3 separate regions of the Mus musculus genome follow, and regions 1 and 3 are each linked to region 2. A link is a contact called in public HiChIP or PLAC-seq data. All regions are on one chromosome and are shown on one strand. The core of a region is the stretch at or near the end of the contact, and the rest is flanking DNA. Distances in the headings are between cores, read along the strand shown.

Evidence for each region. HiChIP or PLAC-seq counts read pairs in DNA pulled down with a chosen protein or histone mark.
Region 1: an H3K27ac HiChIP or PLAC-seq map of embryonic stem cells shows a contact between it and region 2, with 10 read pairs. The contact joins two enhancer-like sites. A contact is called at or near these places in 3 of 39 promoter capture datasets (hematopoietic stem and progenitor cells, neutrophils and pre-B cells), 1 of 15 datasets of contacts at CTCF or cohesin (CD8 T cells), 19 of 115 datasets of contacts at active chromatin or transcription factors (bone marrow-derived macrophages, embryonic basal ganglia, embryonic forebrain and 13 more) and 3 of 9 other capture datasets (adipose tissue, liver and pancreatic islet).
Region 3: an H3K27ac HiChIP or PLAC-seq map of extraembryonic endoderm stem cells shows a contact between it and region 2. The contact joins two enhancer-like sites. A contact is called at or near these places in 1 of 484 Hi-C or Micro-C datasets (extraembryonic ectoderm), 13 of 115 datasets of contacts at active chromatin or transcription factors (cardiomyocytes, embryonic hindbrain, embryonic stem cells and 7 more) and 3 of 9 other capture datasets (adipose tissue, liver and pancreatic islet).

Annotation. Positions count from the first base shown.
Region 1 is chr16:33,978,712-33,981,592 of GRCm38.p6, reverse strand. All of the region lies in intron 58 of Kalrn (kalirin, RhoGEF kinase), which reads left to right. Among named protein-coding and RNA genes, the nearest start is that of Umps, 13 kb to the right of the region's middle. Within about 2 kb of position 1,427, at least 28 of the 459 cell types and tissues checked have an H3K27ac peak or open chromatin away from gene starts, as enhancers often do. A contact at or near this core is called in embryonic stem cells, where this site is marked.
Region 2 is chr16:33,842,879-33,845,578 of GRCm38.p6, reverse strand. It overlaps Itgb5 (integrin beta 5), which reads right to left. Exons shown (of 15, transcript NM_001145884.1): 2 at 508-593. Among named protein-coding and RNA genes, the nearest start is that of Itgb5, 15 kb to the right of the region's middle. Within about 2 kb of position 1,303, at least 18 of the 459 cell types and tissues checked have an H3K27ac peak or open chromatin away from gene starts, as enhancers often do. A contact at or near this core is called in embryonic stem cells, epiblast stem cells, extraembryonic ectoderm and 1 more, where this site is marked.
Region 3 is chr16:34,080,861-34,083,971 of GRCm38.p6, reverse strand. The region is part of intron 34 of Kalrn (kalirin, RhoGEF kinase); the gene reads left to right. Among named protein-coding and RNA genes, the nearest start is that of Gm41448, 38 kb to the left of the region's middle. Within about 2 kb of position 1,656, at least 69 of the 459 cell types and tissues checked have an H3K27ac peak or open chromatin away from gene starts, as enhancers often do. A contact at or near this core is called in epiblast stem cells, extraembryonic ectoderm and extraembryonic endoderm stem cells, where this site is marked.

The sequences.
Region 1 (2,881 bases), core at 178-2,677, 140 kb before region 2:
TCATTTAAGAAGACTTTCCTGGTGGTTGACTGATTGACAAGAGTGGAGTTGGAATGAGAGAAGTTTATCTATCAATCTATAGCCATAGCACCCCCAAACTACTACCTAGAATTTTCTATCCAAGACATCTCTGGAATGTCAGATTATCTAGATATCAAACATAGAAAGATACAGCTTTTTTCATTAATTAATTTGCTTATTTACTTTACATCCCAATCAAAACTCCTTCTCCCTCCTCTCCTCCCAGTCCTTCCCACTCACCTTACCTCTTCACATCCCTCATCCCACCCTCCGCAAAGGACCAGTCTCAGTTTGGAAGAGGAGTTCTGAGAGAAGGGGTGTCTGGGAGCTGTGAAAACAAACAACTTAAAGTGTGTTGTGTGTAGCTTTTTGCTATCCTGCCTAAGCTCTGGGAACAGGCTGTGCTACCAATCCCCTCCCAGCTTTCTTTGAATCAAAGGATAGAAGATACACACACACACACACACACACACACAGAGTTGTTCATTTTCAGCTTGCCTTCTTGGCACAATTGCTGGGTGCTACTATTTCTTACCTGGAAAAACATGCCCTTAGCTCAAAACTTCCCACTACCCTATCTTTAGTTGGTCAGTTGCATCTAGTCCCTGATAAACATCTCTAACCATCCACCTATAGGAGTGGCAACAGCCCATGACTCCTCCTCAGACCTCACATCATGGTTGCCTGGTTCTTCTCTCTCCAAAGCATGGCGAACTCCCTCTCTCCTTCCTTGCATCATCCTGCTTGCCTCCCAGAACCTAGAAGTCCCACATGTATCTTCTGACCAGCAATTGTCTCATGGCATTCTTTATTGACAGATCAAGAACCAGTTGGTGAACAGGACCTTAGCATCAGAACCTCCCCTACAGAAGTCAAATTGTGGGTCCAAGCTGGCCACCTAGGTTCTGTTGAAATGGCTTTTCAGATTGCTGTGTGTGTGTGTGTGTGTGTGTGTGTATGTGTGTGTGTGCGTGTGTGTATGTGTGTGCGTGTGTGTGCGTGTGTGTGTGCGTGTGTGTGTGTGTGTGTGTGTGTGTTTGCGTGTGTGTGTGTGTGTGTGTGTGTGTGTGTGTGTGTTTTCAGCATTGTCTTCCTTTTTTAAAAAATTTTTCTGGTTGAGACAGCTCTCTCTGCTAGTAGAAATTCTACAAGAAACCGAGATAGTTCATAAATTTTCTAACCAAAGTCAGAAAAGCTGCTATAAAAAAAATTATTGGATCTTTCATCCAAGTCAGAAATCCTGTTAGAAAAAAAATTGTTGAAGAGCTGTTTTTGCTCTCCAGAGATTTCGGACAGCTCAGCCCTTGAGAGAGAAAATTCTAAAGCACTTCTGTCACACTCTGCCTACCTCATCTCATACAGACCAAGAGGACCAAAGGCCTGTCTTTTTGTTTACAGATCAATTCAGGCATTTACTTTAGGTTTCCTTTTGATTATCCTATGAGTCAGCATTCCAGTGACCCCAGACCTTTGTTTCCTAGGAGACAGCAAGCATACATTTTCCTTAACATTGCAAAAGAATTCAGAGACCTGCCTGCCTTTGTTAAGCACAGATGAGAAAGTAGTTGGGTGGGACCCCTCCCTGAAATGACCAATTCTACCACACTAGGGCCTGGACTTTCCGTGTCCCAGAATGACCTTGGACTCAGGAATCTGCCTGCCTTTGACTCTTTCTGACAAACTGGCTCATTAATGCAGCTGCCCACGCTCCCTTAGATTGTGAACCCCTTATAATTCATATTGCATAGTTACATTTTTACATAGTTGAGAAATTATATATATTTGATTTCATGTACTTAGAGCTCTTTCCCATAGCCTTAAGGCCTGTCCTGAAGGTCCCAGTGTTTACCATTTTGCTGAGACTTAGCCACACCCTCAATTTCTGGATGTGCTGTTTTTAATTATCATGAAGTCATTAATATTATCAGGGAGGATATTCCTTGGAAGGAAAGAGTCTTCAACTGCTAGTACATTATTACACAAACAAGCCTTACACCCACAGCAGCCATTGACACTCATGGAGGCTCACACCAGGATCCTGTCCAAGGCTCAGGAACCATGTCACTCTGTCCTCACCAAGACCACACTGGGTTGGCATCCCCTCCCTTTCTCCTCACAATCTGCCCTGACATATAAGTTTGCTGTAGGACCAGGCACAGAAAGAAAGGTACAGCTCTTATCCTTAGGGGCCACAAGTCCAACAGTTAGAACCAAGAGATAAATAATGCTTTAAATATGGCGTGGAAATACTAGAGACCATGTATTACTCAGGGCTGTGAGAACATAGAACTGTTCTTTGTTGGATGTGATCTTCAGGGAAGACGTGTGGGAAGCAAGGCCTGACTAGAATCACGTGCTCAATCTTGCTCTGCCTGTAGTGGTCAATAGGGATAACTGGTGCAACCCTCCTGGACCAGAAAATCAAGATTCCCATTCCCTAGTCTCAGATGGATGCAGGCTAGAGAACAGCTCTAAGGAAGGTGGGGTGGCTGATCTTTTCTGGCTTGGAGCAGTGTTGCTGTAACTGTCCCCCTCATTTGTTCCAAGTATCTCTGAGAGTTCCTTGTGATGAGCACAGTACCACTCCTCTCTGATCTTTCCTCTCTTGCCTCATACTAGAAGACCAGAGGGAGGTAGGGAGCCTTCCAGGGGCTCCATCCTTTTCCACTTATCAATAAAATAGAAGGATCCCGTAGCAAGGAACAAATTAGGGGAGAAAATGAAGTCAGCTATGCAGGTTTCAGCTATGGTTGGAAGTTATTCCTGTACTGGATCACACTCCTTGACATGGGCATTTCCTGAGACGTATCTCAAATGACCCACTTCACATTAAAGGTTTGATCACTTGTTACAAAAGGGC
Region 2 (2,700 bases), core at 54-2,553:
TCAAGGCCCCCGGAATCAATCCCTAACCCTGTGAGCAACTCAGTCAAAAGAGGACAAAACGTCCCGCAGGGTTAAAGCGCTTGCCTAACGTGCATAACACCTTAGGTTCAATCCTCAGTACCACGCACAAACAAAACAAGGAAAGAACCCAGAAAAGAAACCCTTGAGGCTGGCCTAGCAGCACAGGTGCTGGAAATACAGGCGCAGGAGGAGTGTAAATTCAAGACTTGCCTAGGCTAGAGAGCAAATTCAAAGCCAGCCCAGACAACTTAGTAAGACTGTCTCATATTTTAAAAACAAAAAAAACAACAACAACAAAACGAAAAACCTGGAGAGGTAAGGTGATGGGCTAAAGAGGTGATTATTCAGTACAACCTCGTACGCAAACATCTAGAACAAGTCAGAGCCGGGTGAATGAGCCAGCACCTGATCAGCCTCTGATGGAAAGTTCTGTGGCTCTTGTCCCACCCACTCTGCCCCTCCCCTCTCCCACCCCAGTACACATACCTCTTTGGAGCACCAGGCACATTTTGGGTGGATCAACAGGCATTCTTCACACGAGGTGGCACTTCCACTAGTGCATATGTTGAGCCCTTCAAAGCAAGATGAAAATCCATCAGTCAGTTTCTAGCTATAAACATCATTGGCAGGGAAGGAGGGATGAGGGCTCAGCCAAAGCGCTTGCTGCTCTCTCAGAGAACCAGAGCCTGGTTCCCAGCACTCCTATCAGGCAGCCCACGACCACCTGCAACCAGCTCCAAGGAACAGGATGCCTTCCCCTGACCTTCCTAATAATAATAATAAATAATAATAAATTAAATTTAAAAGCATGACTAATGAAGTAAGTCTCAGAGTGCCCCGGTGAGGACCAGCATGGGAGTCACTCCCTTAACAGGTCTGAGGCTATAAAGAACCCCAGTGCTAACTTCAGGTTTTGCTGGGGCTAAGGCAGTCTCTGAAGTCTCGGCTAACCATGTGCATTAGTTAGCAACTCCTGCTCCTGCTGGGTCAACGAGGCTTCTCTTTTCCCTTTTAGTAAGCAAATGCTCCCCTTTATGATGGAAAAGGTCTTCTTACACTCAGAGAACCCAAAAATAGGGTGGTGGTAAAAAAAGAGATCAGTTTCATTTAGATGTTAAAAGAGAAAAAAGAAAAAAGAAAGAAATCCCAAATCCAATTACTCTGGATATTAACTCATCAAAATCTACAGTTATTTAAAGAAGGCCAGCAGGCGCACACCCTTAGTGGAGAAACAAGAGACTGGTAAGATAAAGGGAGCCATTGATTCAGCAAATCTACTAGCAGGCCAAGGAGGGAAAACCTGTCAGTGTCCAATAGGTAACAAAGAAAGCACTGGGCGTAGTCACTCGGAGGAGGCAGGAGAATCAGGAGCTAGACCAGCCCTGAGCTACACAGGGATTTATTTCCAGACTGGCTAAGCTATGTAGGGAGACTTTTCCCAAAACTCGGTGTGGTGGTGCCTTTATCCCTGCACTCTAGAGGCAGGCAGGTCTCTGTGAGTTCCCTGTTAGCCAGGGCTACATAGTGAGACCTTATCAACGGAGGGAGGGAGGGAGGGAGGGAGAAAGGAAGGTAGGAAGGAAGGTAGGAAGGAAGGAAGGAAGGAAGGAAGGAAGGAAGGAAGGAAGGAATTGAGGAAGGAATTGAGGAAGGAAGGAAGGAAAAGGGTAGGAAAGGGAAGGGACAGTTATTCAGGGGCTGTGAGGATGACTCAGAAGGAAGAGGAAGCAGGAGTTCAAATCCCTAAAAAGCCTGGCCAGGCCACACACAGCTGTAACCCCAACACTGTTGGGGAAGCAGAGACAAGAAAATGGCTGGGGCTTGCTGACTACCAGCCTACCTCAGCTTCTGTGAGGGGCCATGCCTCAAAGGAGTTTGTTTTTGAGACAGGGTTTCGCTGTGTAGCTTGGTTGTCCTGGAACTCACTCCGTAGCCCAGGCTGACCTCTAACTCACAGAGATCCGCCTGCCTCTGCCTCCAGAGAGCTGGGATTAAAGGAGTGAGCCACCACCACCCTGCAACAAATGACTTTTAAAAATTAATTCTTGGGATATATAGCCCTGGTTCACTCCAAATAAGGTGTATGCATGCAAGCCCACCCCAAATAAAGGAATACTCACAAACTTTAAAATTAATTCATTAATTCATTCATTCATGGGCTGGAGAGATGGCTCAGGGGTTAAGAACACTGAATTTCTTCCTGAGGTCCTCAGTTCAATTCTCAGCAACCACATAGTGGCTCACAACCATCTGTAATGGGATCCTATGCCCTCTTCTGGTGTGTCTGAAGACAGTTACAGTGTATTCATATACATAAAATAAATAAAATCTTTTTTAAAAAAATTAGGGCTGGAGAGATGGCTCAGCGTTAAGAGCACTGACTGCTCTTCCTGAGGTCCCCAGTTTAATTCCCAGCAACCACGTGGTGGCTCACAACCATCCATAGTGAGATCTGACGCCCTCTTCTGGGGTGTCTGAAGACAGCTACAGTGTACTTACATATAATAATAAATCTTTTAAAAAACAAAGCCAAAAAACTTTTAAAAATAAATAAAATAAAATAATTCAACACACATTTTTGATCATTAAAAAAAATATATATCAGAGCACTTGGGAGGCAGAGGCAGGCGGATCTCTGAGTTTGAGGCCAGCCTGGTCTACAAAGTGAGTTCCAGGACA
Region 3 (3,111 bases), core at 407-2,906, 240 kb before region 2:
CAAATCCAGAAGACTTTGTAAGACGTCCAAGGGGTTTCCTATGACCCCTCCAGGCCAGATGGAAGTTCAGTTCAGTTCAAATCTGAAGCCAGGTGTAGACACCTAGTGTGGTCCAGTCAAACTGAGAACTATGAATTCCACACGGGCTTAGCAAGGCCTGGGCTCCCAGACTGTGTCTGACTCCTAGTCATGGGTAATTCCTCCAAAGACCCCTTCTCCGTTTAAAATGTAGATGGAGCCATGGATTAGGTTCCTGTGTGTGTGTGTGTGTGTGTGTGTGTGTGTGTGTGTGTGTGTGTGTGTGTTGTCTTTTATACACATCTTCTGAAGTGCTCTCAAGTCAAAATAAAAATCAATGGGACACTGAGACTGTCCCTTGGCAGGGTGTGGAGATGGATTTTATTTGGGCAACTGGGGCCCTGTCTGAAAGAGTAACATAAATATCAAAAGTTTTGTTGCTCCCTTTCATTGGGCCCCTAACACACTGTGTGAACTCTGGGTCCTATTAAAGGAGTCTTTCCAAAAGGCCTTGCTAAGTATTATGGGAAACCACAAAGAGAATACAGCCAAAGTGCACAGGGCCAGATATGGCTGTGTGGAGTTCCAGTTTGGGTACCTTGCTTGAAGCTGCTTTATTTCAGTAGCTCGGATAGACTGGGCACAGTGTCACACCACAGTCCTAACGCTGGGACTGAAGCCAGGAGGTCAAGGCCAGCCTGGGCAGCACAGGGAGGGAAGGGGACAAGGTACTCACATGGAAGCCTTTACTCTGCAGACCCTGAGCATCTGTGCTCTCTGGCCACAAAGGGCCATGGTGGCACCTTTACTTTATGACCTCTGTCCCTGTGGAACTGTCAACCTGTGACCTGAAGCTTCATCTTAGGTAGCTTACCACTGGGATCTAAATTAAAAACAGCAGACTCCCATTCCCTGCCTCTTCCCTTGGCCATTCCCACTCATCCTGAGCACCCACCCATCCCACTCACCCAAAGGCGGGGATCAGCTTCTGTCCTGAGGTCTCGCCATCCACAGCTCCTGCCTCTCCCAGGACCCACCACCTCCACAGTTATGGCCCCCATCTCAGGTGTGTCTAGGGACCCCTCTTTGGATACATTGTAGATCTGATTGTGGGCCGTTGTTCTAAGTCAGTTCAGGGATAGGCCTAGAGACATGGCTGAGCAGTTAAGTCCAAGAAGTCTTGGGTTTGATGTGCAGCACCCACTTGTCAGCTCACAACTGTCTGGGAACTTCAGTTCTAGGGTATCTGACTCCCTCTTTTGGTCTCCATGGGAACTGCATGCATGCAGTACAAAGACATGCACACAAGTGAAAACACCCATACACATAAATAGTAACAACAAAGGTTAAAAAAAAGAAAAGCCAGCAACAACCCTGCTTGTTCATTTGTGTTCTGTCAGAGTCAGAAGCCTCAGCAACCCTTGTAAGGTTTGTTTCAAGCTTTCTAATTTTTAATCTCCCAGTTCCTTGTGATTTGGTTTAGAAATTCTGTCCCTTCAGCCTAACAAATAGTGCTTCCATTTGAGAGCGTCAGCAGCCAGCCATACTACACTGACTCCCTCTCTCCTCACACAGCTAGTGATCCGGCTCAGTCCCAGGGAGGTGGTCAGGTCTAAATTTAACTCTGACCCTTCTGCCAGCGAGGCAAGCCAGAGCTTTGAGAGCAAAACCAGAGCTGGGCTGTTCCCAGGGAGTGTGTATGTGTGGGAGAGGGGAGGGGGAAGGGAGGGGGATGGGCCTTTCCAAGAGCCTAAGCTGCCCTGGGAGAAGATGAGGAGGCAGTGGGGGGCGGGGCGGGACCACAGGTATCACTGTTGGCCTTTATCCTAGCTTGTCTGAGTCGCTCAGAGAAAGTCCCTCACACTCTCCGGCCCTCCCAGATTCCTCCCATTGTAAAATGTCCATGACATAACTCAGTGGCTTGTAATTGCCATGGCTACTTGCCAAACATTATGCTACAATTATGTGTTCACCTTTGTCTCCTAATCCAAAGACAACCGGTCACAGGTTAGAGAGATACACAACCTGCTCATTGTGCTATGTTGATAGCTTGCCACCACCGGCTCCAGGCTTGAGTCGGTTGGCATCTTCTTCTGTATCCGTGGGTGCATATGGCAGAGACGGGGCGGGACCAGTGTCTGAAGTCCTGGTTGTAGAATGGCTGTGTCAAGACGGGCACTAGGAGCAGAGCACTGAAGGCAGTTTAGCCCCATGTGTAAGTACGGTCCGTCGCATTCAGCACTCTGTGCCGTAGAATGCGTCTGTGTGATGCTTCTGGCCTTGGGTCAGGTTATGATTCAATGGGATCATCTCTGTGTTTCTATCTGATCTCTGACAGATGCTTAGCAAGCAGTCCTATGAGTTCCTGTGTCTTTACAAAGTGCCTTCACTGGAAGTTAAGAGGCAAAAAAGAGCCCAAAGCTTTTGTGGGGAAATGCCTGGTTAGTATCACAAGTGGACTTGACTGGGAGGGAGTGTAGGCCAGCCAGCTATCTGGGGCTTAGCTGTCTCTTCTCTTCTCTCTCTCTCTCTCTCTCTCTCTCTCTCTCTCTCTCTCTCTCTCTCCCTCCCTCCCTCCCTCTCTCCCTCTCTCTCTCCCTCCCTCCCTCCCTCTCTCCCTCTCTCTCTTCCTCTCTCTCTTCCTCTCCCTCTCCCTCTCCCCCCCTCGCTCTCTCGCTCTCAGTAAACGATCTAATCATGAGCAGTTCTTTTAGCGCTGAGTTTCTCGCTGGCATCAGTGCTCCCTAAGTGTGCCAGCTCTGTCTGGTAACCTGACTTCCATAGGCCAGTTCCTTCCACAGTCTGCTCTAGAGAACATAGGTGGTTGTGAGGATTTAGGTGAAAACACAGAGTTCCTGGCTCCCGAGCTCAGAGGATGCAGGCAGACTCTAGCTCGAGGGCTGTAACGTTCTCCCCAGCGCCAGGTGTTTTTTGTCCTTACAAGGCCTTCATTCCGAACGAGCTCCTAAGTGGGATGGGGTGGACAAGTGAGCACTGCTTTCAAGGAGACAGATGTGGGACATGGGCCTCCTGTCTGGGCCTTTTGCCTGATCTTTGGGCTGTAGGAGCCTCTCCACTATTGATCTGCAGATC